Regions from separate parts of the Gossypium hirsutum genome. Here region 2 is linked to region 1. Evidence: chromatin contacts called from public Hi-C data. All regions are on one chromosome and are shown on one strand. The core of a region is the stretch at or near the end of the contact, and the rest is flanking DNA. Distances in the headings are between cores, read along the strand shown.

Evidence for each region. Hi-C and Micro-C count contacts between places; a contact is called where the count stands out from the background.
Region 2: a contact with region 1 is called in a Hi-C map of fibers, with 2.1 times the contacts expected there. The contact joins the enhancer-like site here to the promoter of LOC107956791 in region 1. A contact is called at or near these places in 10 of 34 Hi-C or Micro-C datasets (anther, callus, cotyledon and 4 more).

What each region holds. Positions count from the first base shown.
Region 1 is chrD07:52,065,923-52,071,517 of Gossypium_hirsutum_v2.1, forward strand. LOC107956791 (F-box protein SNE) reads right to left here and starts at 3,097. Exons shown (of 1, transcript XM_016892309.2): 1 at 2,032-3,097. The coding sequence starts at 2,609. The coding sequence ends at 2,130.
Region 2 is chrD07:52,191,448-52,196,564 of Gossypium_hirsutum_v2.1, forward strand. No RefSeq gene overlaps it. Among protein-coding and RNA genes, the nearest start is that of LOC107954944, 45 kb to the right of the region's middle. Within about 2 kb of position 3,479, at least 2 of the 9 cell types and tissues checked have an H3K27ac peak or open chromatin away from gene starts, as enhancers often do. A contact at or near this core is called in fibers, where this site is marked.

The DNA of each region.
Region 1 (5,595 bases), core at 1,847-4,346:
TGAAATTAACTTGTTCGTCCTTTAAAAACCATATTTCAAACAAAATTACTCTAATAAAAATCAGGTGAAGTGTTTATTATTTTAACAAATATCCTAACAACATAAGTTAATCCTTTAAAGACATGAAAAACATAATTAAGTTGAAATATATTTATTAATTCCTTTTTAGACCATCTTCCACGTTCGTTTACAGTTTTAAAGTTTTAATAAAACTATTGCTTTGTTGTCAATTAATCACCCTTTTAATTATCTCAATCCAAGCATCTCATTCACTAGGGACAACTTTTATAGAGTGTTATAGATGTGGTTTTACCTAGAAAAAGAAATGAGAAGGTTTTGAGTAGCCACAATCAGAATTACAGGCCCATAGTGGCCATATTTATTCTTCTTTGGTCAACTTTTGTTTATCTAATTATCATTTACTTAATATTATCCCAAAATGAAATAACAGATTCGAGTTTTATATTAAGGAAAAAATTTCCTTTGTTTTTATAGTTAATTATTTTAAACTCTTCATCGTCAGGAAAAAGGGATAGCAAGTTGAGGCAAGGGTCACGGTTAGCGTTCATACCTCGTATCTTTTCCCGAGAAAAAGACACCAATTTTTTTTTATGTAGCTAAGAAATTCCAAGTTACATTGATGTCATCCTCTCAACCTTCCCTATCAAACCCAAATGCTTAAAAATATTATTTTATTTTATAAGTTAGCATTCGATGCACGAGTAAGGCATTATTTTTTTTCCTAATAATATATAATTCGTACCAAATATCTATATCTATATATTTTTATAATAATATGTAAAATTATTTAAAAGTTTAGTTCTTTTATAAAAATAAATATTAAATTGAGAATATTTATGTATTTTTATATTTTAATAAATTTAGAAAATACAATCATGATATTTAAATTCAAAATATAAAATATTTTATTATATTAATTTTTCTATTTCAATTTCCATATTAATTATATAAATGTTTATTTTATCAAGGGCGTCATAATCTAGTAATATTTTATTTTATTTTATTTCAACTTAGTTAAAAAAATAGACATATTATACTATAAGGGGTTTATATTTTATTCATAAATTATAAGTCTACCTATCATTTATTAAAAAAACAATATCACATTTGGTATTTATACTTTGAAATTGTTCAATGTGGCATCCAAACTATTAATTTATATATTATTATGATACCTGAAATTAACACCATTAATGAATGCTAATCCAACCAATTAAAATTCAACAGTTTAGAAGCAAAATTTTGAGAATGTCATGGTAGATGAAATCAAGTTATTCAACCCCGTTTAAGCTCAATAAGTCAAGCAAGAGACATAGTTTTTGGGAAATTTTAGCTTCTATATATTTCAATTTTTTTAAATTTAGGATTTTAATAAAAATAGGAGAAATTTTGATTTAAAAATTACATGCCCAAACCTATTACCACTTTGCTCTTCAAATCTTCTTGAGAAAAATCTCAAGCAATGAAATTGGTTTTTAATTTATGTTGTTTAGATTTAATTATTTGTTTTTATTTTAATTCTATTTCAAATTTCTTGTTTTATTTAACTTTTCACATAATGTTATATTGATGATTTGAAGAAAAAAAATCAGGTGTCAAATTTTTATTGGTTGATTTAGCAACTATTAAGGATGTTAACATCGGATACCTTAATAATACACAAATTTATAGTTCATATGCCACATTGAACATTTTTAAAGTATAAGTACCACATTAGATGTACCAAATAATATACAAATTGATGGTTCAGACACCACATTAGATGTTTTCAAAGAACATGTAATACATTGAACATTTATAAAAATATAGGTAGCAAAAGTGATATTATTCCTTAAACTATAATAATTATATTTATTTTTAATGATTTATAAAATTAAAATTACATTTTTTAGGTAATATAACCATAATAGAAAAGAAAAAAAAAAGAAGAGGAAAAAAACCCGATAGCAAAAAGGAACTTATTGAATTTTCACTAGTGACAAATCTAGTAACAATTCATAGATAATTAATTATAACCAAAAAAAAAAAAAGTATAAAGAATTTTATGATAGTTTTCACTTTCAAGGTATAATAAATTGAAAACAAAAGTAAGATAAGGCGATGAAAAATCAAACGTTAACAGGCTTGCAAAGGAACATTAGCGACGATGGTGACGATTCCCCGACGAGCCTCCCGTTGCTATTACTTCCACCAAGCCTTTCGTAATAATCAACGCAAAACAAAGACAACGAGAGCTGGACCTCGTCGCCAGCCCAGGAGGCTTTCCTCATTCGTCCAAGTCGGCTCCGCACCGGTCTCACGCAACCCGTGTAGAGGCGTTTGTAGCCGCCCAGGGCAAGAACCACGGAACGGACGCTGGAAGGTGGAGGAGACACGTGGCGGAAGCAGAGGTTTTCCCAGAGGGAGTCATTGCGAGCAATGGTGCACCAGAGACGGCAGACGCTGGCGGCGACGCAAAGGGAACGGCCGTCGAGGCGTTTGAGGATTTCTATGAGGATGTCTACGTGGTCATTGATAAAGAACTTGGGTCTTTTTTCCTTGTTCTCTCCGACTGTCTCGTGGTCTTCACAGTGGTGGGTTTGCACCATTGTTAAAGATAAGAAAAGAAAGAGATAGCGTTGAGAAGTTGAGGGGCAAAGGAAAAATAATGATGGGTTAATATGGAGGAGAAATGCTATCACTGCTATAGGTGTAACGTAAAGTTGAAGGGATTTGACTTCAGAGGGAAAAGAAAAAAGATTGTGTTTGTATTTGGGAAAGAGACATAGAGACAGACTTAAAGACAAACAAGAGAGATTTTTCTGTTTTTCTTTCTGGGTTTTTGACACAACTTAAGATTTTCTTTTTCAATTTTCATTTCTGTACATATAGAATTTGGTAAGAGTTGGTAGAATTTATACTAGAATATGAGTTGCACGTTGAACAAATATTTAAATTAGAATCCTTTACTGCACTGTATTTGTATTGGTTGTGGATATATTAAATTTATTATCAACGACGAGAAAACATGAAATCTTATTAAAATTTTATTTACAGCATGGATGAATTAGAGGGAGTAAAGATTTGGGGTTAACGAGAGAGAGAGAGAGAGAGAGAGAGAGAGAGAGAGAGAATCGAAAGGGGAGGAGGAAGAGGCCAAGAGAAAAGAGCCAAGGCAAAAAGAACTGGAACCGATGCTGTGCCCTTTTTCTTTAATGACTTTTGTAACTTGCATATATTGTTTTCAACTTTGGCGTTGGGTTTGGTTTGGGTAACAATTCCCATAAAAGAAAAAAAAATCAGAACTTTTCAAGCAGAGTAAAAAAAAAAAAACCAAACCAAATTTATTTGTTTGAAGGTATCTACATGGCCAGGTTCTTTCTGTAGTTTCTGCAGGAAGGGCCCCCCCCCCTTTTGCATTAATGCCATTAAATGTTGAATTGTTTAAAGTAATAAGCAAGGTCAATAGGTTTAAATATTAAGTAGCAAGTATATGTTAAGTTGGATCATTGCATTGAATCCATAGAGGAAAATTTAAACAATGGAAAACAATGTAAAAGAAAACAAACAAGGAGATGAAAGGTAAACAGAAGAGGACCTGGAAAAAACAAACAATGAAATTACATCCAGTAAGGGATTCTAAATCAAAATGCCCTATACAACATGACATATTTTCCCTAACCACTCTCTTAGCTTCAAGTGATCCATCATGGAATCTCCTCTACTCATTGTTTTCAAAGATTTTAGCTACAAATGGTTGTACATTTTCTTTGTGGGTTTTTTTCTTGTTCCAAAGAGTTAAGAGATCTGGTTGGACTTTCCTTGTTTTATGGGTTACTTTTGCAAAGAAACTTCTAATCCAACTTACAAACTGGTATTAGCATACTGACAAAAGTTTACTGTTTGATAAAACTCTGACATGGGACATCTTTTTTTCCAAGTTAATTTTTATATGAGTTCGCTGAGAAATTAAGCATAAAAAGAAGGTGATTGGGTGAGTAAGGAAAGAAATAATTAATCATGTGACTAGTCTTCATCATGCTTGGTTGGTTGGGTACTAATGTGACAACATATAGTGTTTGGGTTTCAAGAAAATAAGAGCAATATTTCTTTGATTTAGACCAAAATCTAGCAGTAAAAGAAAATTTTTAGGATCCATGGAAATATTTTGTCTTCAAGTCCACATTTTCAAACAGATTTAACACTAAAATTTTGTCCAACATCATGTTACTGGATAAGTTTGAATAGCAGGGAGAAAAAACATGAAATATTTCTAATACATGTAAAAGTTTATTACATTACTTGAAATTAAGTCAGCTAATCTCCGAGATTTATGACCTTCATTTTGGTTTTGGGTGTTACGGACAGCTCTATGTTTTGGAAGATAGCTAATTGCCCAGGACCCAGATTAGAATGGTGGAAAATTATGGCAGGATTCGACAAAGAAAGCTGTAAGAACCTTGATGAATGAAATAGCATTCCTCAATATGAGTCTGTACCATGTTACAAATGGCTAATCATCTTGGCAGCTGCCTTTAAGATTGGTTTTAGCTATAAATTCACTCATCCTTCATTTGCTTTTGTTCATGCATAATCGAGGAATAAAACAAACAAAGTTATCATGTAGATACCATAGGGAAGGAATCTAGGTTGGTCGAAAACCTTACAAAGATAATGACCCATGACCAAAACTGTTCATAGGACAGTATCAGATAAGTGAATTGGGTAAGAGGGGAAAATAGTTTCTTGAGGAAAATATATAATTATAATTATAAATTTAAATTTAAGTTTTTTATTATTTATTTTGAGTTTTTTATATGTATTAGGGTTTAATTTATGAAATAATACTTTCACTTGTTTATTTTGAGTTTGTTTAATGATGAATTGCAATTCTGAAATTTATTAAAGAATATGTTGTATAATGGGTGAGTATTTTTTTATTTTAAAATTTACATTTGAACATAATATTTTTAAAATCTTTTCTTTTACTTATTCAACTAAAATTTTATTTTTGATAAATATTTTATATTTGAAATTTATTTGATATTTATAAATATTTTTTATATCCATAAATCAAATACTTTTAAAAAATAAAAATAAATCTAAAGAATATATCAAAATAGACCAATATTAATATATATTAATACTCATAAAAAATGGATCCGTTTGATAACAATGCCGCCCTGGCTTCACGTCTTAGCCTCGTGTGTTCAAGTTGTGCCATGTAAATTCCAATCATCTAACACTGTTGATTGTTTAGACTAAACCTGTGGTTAGTTTTTTCAGTCTGTATTTTCTTTTTATTTCGCTGAAAAGGGTTATCAAATTTTGGCAAAAAAATCAAATAAGCCTTTAGTACTTAATTAAAATTTTAAAATGTAATAATTAAGTTTTTCGTCTTTCATTATTACGTTATTGATGGGTCGTTAACAACACTGATGTGGTCCACATCAGCTACAATTGTTGGTGTGGTACTACCGTATTAATTGTCATGTCAGTAAAAAAAATAAAAAATTCAAAAATTTTATAAAAATAAAAAGTTATTTTAAATTTTATATATCCAGAAGGAACATAGACAAACAGTTGTCCAAGTTT
Region 2 (5,117 bases), core at 2,229-4,728, 130 kb after region 1:
TCACTTTAATAGTGTTTCAGAACTAAATTGGGAACATTTGAAAATTTTAGAAAAAAGTTAGAAAAATATAAACTGTAGGGGTTACACACCCGTGTGGCCAGGCTGTGTGCCTCACACGGCTGAGACACACGCCCGTGTCTCAAGCCGTGTAACTCTCTGACTTGGGTCACATGCCCATGTGTGTTGCCTGCGTGTGACACACGCTCGTGTGGCCAGGCCGTGTGCACCAAAAAGTGCCTTAAAACTCAAGTTTACCATTTTCTACTGACTTGGGCACTAAGCAACTCAATTAACAATCATTTAATCTATTTAAAACACGATGAAACATGCTCAAAACATCTCAAAACAATCGTCCCAGGTGCCTAACCAATATACCCTCATTGGTACCGCAAGTTATACCATCAAAACATTTCATCCATGCATAGTTCAAATCAAAGTTTTAAATATGCCAAAATCAATCATTTTAGCCTAGCTTATAACTACCGAAAACATCAACTTAAATTCACATACACCTAACAAGCATTAGTTCAAAACAACATGCCAAATTATGGCTCCAAACACAAACATATGCTCAACCCAACATTATACTTATCACTCTATTACAAATCATTCACAAAATAACTATAAATTTAAGACATCCTAGGTACATACCATTACAAAAGGTAAACATCATCACATTTCAGATCAGAATTGCTGTTAGATGTTAAGTCGACAATCAAAAGAGAAGTACCTAACCTGCGTACGAAAAACAAAACCGTACGCTGAGTAAAACTCAGTGATAATTCTAGAATCCGAACATTTAAACACATAAAGAAACATGAATGCTCAATTTGAATTGTATAACACATTACTATCTAACAAGCAATTGTAAATTTATCACCATCTCAATTTCATGCATAATACCACATTATATCATGATTTGCTCAATTTCACAAATATTCTTCCATTAATTGGTTTAACATATAACTCAATTAACATCACTTGCTATAAAAATAGATTTTCATGGGTCATTCAACATTTCATTTACACAATGGCATAAACCAACTATATTCAATCCATGAGTACATTACTCATATATTTCATTTATGATCACAACAATTTCACCTTTCATATATCAATTCACTTTTCCATTTTCAAATCACATATTTTCCATTTCAATATCGATCATAGAACTTATTATTTAATTACCCCTATTAACACGAATCGAACTCGAACGGATACACGGATCCAACCAAAACACTAGTTTGGCACCCAGTGCCTCATCGGATAAATCTGAAGTAATAATTGCGCCCAACGCTATATAAATTGACACCTAATGCCTCATCGGTTAAACTAAAGTAAATTGGCACCCAGTGCCTCATCGACTCGAAGTCGAAGAAATCCTTGAACTCTTCCTATCCTATGGCATGCTATCTGTATCTGACTCAGCCCGATACAATTAATAGGGTTTCATTTCACTTTTCAAATACAACCAATATCCAATTCTCATATTTGCACATTATCACATTTACACATATATTCATTTCAATTCAAATAATCAATACATTCATCATGTATATACCAATTCAATCCATTTCAATCAACTATAATTTCAATTCACTATCAAAGTGCCAAAATTCTCACCTCAACCACTTATCATATGCATTAAATCGAAATACAACAATTAACAACTACGTTCAGATTTATAGAAATGCAAACTGAGGATTCCAAGCTATTCAATGTCGATTTTATCTTTTCCCTTTTTAGTTGAGGATTCTAATACGACTTTAGCTACGAAATTAAAATAATTAAAATACAACAGAATTCAATTTCACATTGAATATTTAAATTTTTACTCAATATTTTCTTAAATTCAAATTTAGTACCTAAACCGAGACTAATTTTTATTCTTCACATTTAATCCTATATTTTTATACTAATTTCACTTTAAGTTAATTTTAGCTCCCTATTCTCAATTAAACCCCTAAATTTTATTTTTTTACAATTTAGTCCCTAAACTCAAAATCAAGAGTTAACTTCACTATTTAGTCCTTTTCACTTTATACAATGAAATCTATCAATTTAATCCCTATCATTTAAAATATTCAACAATATTAACATCTAAAATTTTAAGTAATACTAAAAATTATAGCACGAGACGGCTAGCCCTAAGTACCAAGATTCCAAAAACATAAAAATTACAAGAAAATGAACTAAATTAACTAACCGATTGAAGTCTAAACCTTAAGGTCCCTGTAGCCGTGCATTAACCCTTCTTCTTTTCTTTCTCTTTTTTAACTTTAGTTTTGCATGTATAGAAATAAAGAATGAATAAATATTGTTTTGTTTTAATACATTAACTAATATATTTATTATATAACTTAAATATATATAAAATAATAAGTTAACATATAAATATATAATGTAACTCATTCATGTCGTCCACTTAAAGAAACAAAGGTGTAATTGCTTCTTTAGTCCCTTTAACTATTTTAAAATCATAATTCAACTTCTACCTTATACGCGATTTAGTCCTTATAATTTAATAACTTTTAAATCATGCATATTCACTTAACCGAAATCTAATTAACTACACAACTAACTTCATAAATACTTTTTACGAGTTTGATTTACGGGAACAGAGTCCCGGGAATGTACTTTCTGACACCCCTGACTATAAGATCGTTACAGCTTGCCTATTAGCAACCGCCGATCTTTGTTGTAGTTCAACATTGATTTGCTCCGAATTGTGCCTTATAACGCCTAAATCCACATTTTCAAACCTCGGCCTTTTCTTCGCATCACCACTTTCTATCGAGCTATCTTCCATATTGACACGATCCATTTGATTAAAAGGACCCGTATTAATATTATCAGCTTGAATCTTGTAACCCTTCAAATTAAATCCCAAGATGGGATTCATTACCATTCCTGATTCTCCTCTCATCAAATCCCTTGAATTTCACGCCCCACCATTGTTCCCCAATTAGCATCATCTTCCTCACGAAGCCAAATATTGTTCATTGTTGATGCCCTTCTTGTGTTCGCCCTCAATGTTAAGTCCTATCCTATTTCCATCTCCTTCAATCCCTGAATAAGTCTTTTTGGACAAAAATTATCTCCGTAGCCTGGACATCCACAGAGGAAACAAAAGAGAGTTAATCTTTCATATTGAAAATTCACATAAGTAAAATTTGACCGAAAGATCATATTTTTTTCGTCGTTTTAGCAGTTTACGAATATCTATTTGGACCCGGATATGAAGAAAATTCTTCATCCCACGATTTAACTATTTCACATCATAGTCAATGAATTCTCTAATAAAGTCACCAAATAATTTTTCCATGGATTCTGAGAAAAATCCGGGAATGAGATCATGAACTTGGATCCAAAATGCAGAAAAAACAAGAGGAACTTCCATTGGATCTTCTTCCTCCTTTAATCGGTGAAAAACCAGTAAATGGTTATTGCAAGTCCAAAGAGCGCCCATGATCACTCGTTCGATGTCCAACTCATGGAAAATTTTGAGCAAATATCGTTTCCCACCCAGATCTGAGATTTGAACTCCTCCCAATAGATGCCAAAGATTTTTCATCGTATTCTTCATTGCTGGAAAGTGCATTACACTCGGCATTAAAAAACATCCAACCAAACAATAATCATAGATCTATTTTCGAGAGACCCCATCAGTAGGCAAAATCAATGCTTCTTCTTCACCATCCTCTATATTGAGATTTGCTAGTTCCTTTTCCATTTCGATAAGACACTAATAGAACACACTTCAATTGAAAACAGTAGACTAGAACGTGAATAAAATGACAAAACACAACAACGTGCTACAGAGAATAGACTTGGACTTCACAATATGGCATTCTTTATTAATATTGATAGTTTATCAATATGCCTTCTTATAATATTTAAAAAAAAAAACTTGAAATCAATAGAATGTGCGAAAAAAACTATATCAGAAATAACTAAATTAATTTAATATAAATACAATACAATAAATCTTATTTTAAAATTATCTTATTATAGAATATATATATATATGATTTGCTAAAAAAAATATAAACCAATAAATAATTGAAAATATTTTATTCAAAAATCCTTATGCTACAACTATGAATTTGATAAATGGCAATGGTTTAATTAGGGTGACTTTTCAATGTTCACTTCTAACTCTCTTTGCCTCTAATAATCACATTAATGTTACCCTTTCACTTTTCCTTCCTTATTTAAACATGTACTCTTTTATTTCCAACTTCTAGTAAGTGCCTCGGGCTTTCCTTTCCTTCTCATTTAAAAAATTACAAAAAAAAAATTTTAAAATTGTAAAAAAAAAAATTAGCAGTAAAAAAATAGATTAGCTAAATGCTAAGAAACCTACATATTAGGATGAAAACCATTGCTAGCAATCACCTATTTATAACAACAGAAAATAAATACGTAGTCAAAGATTTTAAATTAGGGATTTTAAAAATTATGATTTTTTAATTAAAATTTTAATAAATTTTAATTATTAAATATAGTAATTATCCAATTTATTATATTTAATTTTATTATTTAATTAAATTAATATTTTTATAATCAAATGGCTAATATATAAAAAAATTTAAATACAAATGTTACTTACAGTTTAATTTTACTTAAGTTATCCAAAAAATATCCAAATAGGATAAATAAATTTTAAAATTTTTTATGATAAAATTTAAATTTAAATTTAAATTATATAATATTTACAGATAATATATTAATAAATATATAAGTTGAATTAAATGGATAATTATCTAATTAATTTTCTGATTTAAATAAATATTTATTTTTAGATAAATTTAAACTTATAAAGTTTATATATCAATTAAAATATTAAAATTATTTCATTATTTCTCAATTTATTTTCCGTTTAATATGCTAATTAATTTATCAATTGATGCATAATTGCAATTGTAAAATTGAGAATTTGAATGTAAAAGAAAAAGAAACTGATTATTATTTATCAATTAGCATCATTATGTATAATAAACATTGATTAAAATATAATTAATTATTATTTAACAAAATAAATATGTTACCGATGAATCAATATGAACATGGGTAAAATATGTTACCCGCGCATCTCACTTTTCTATTTCTCCAAA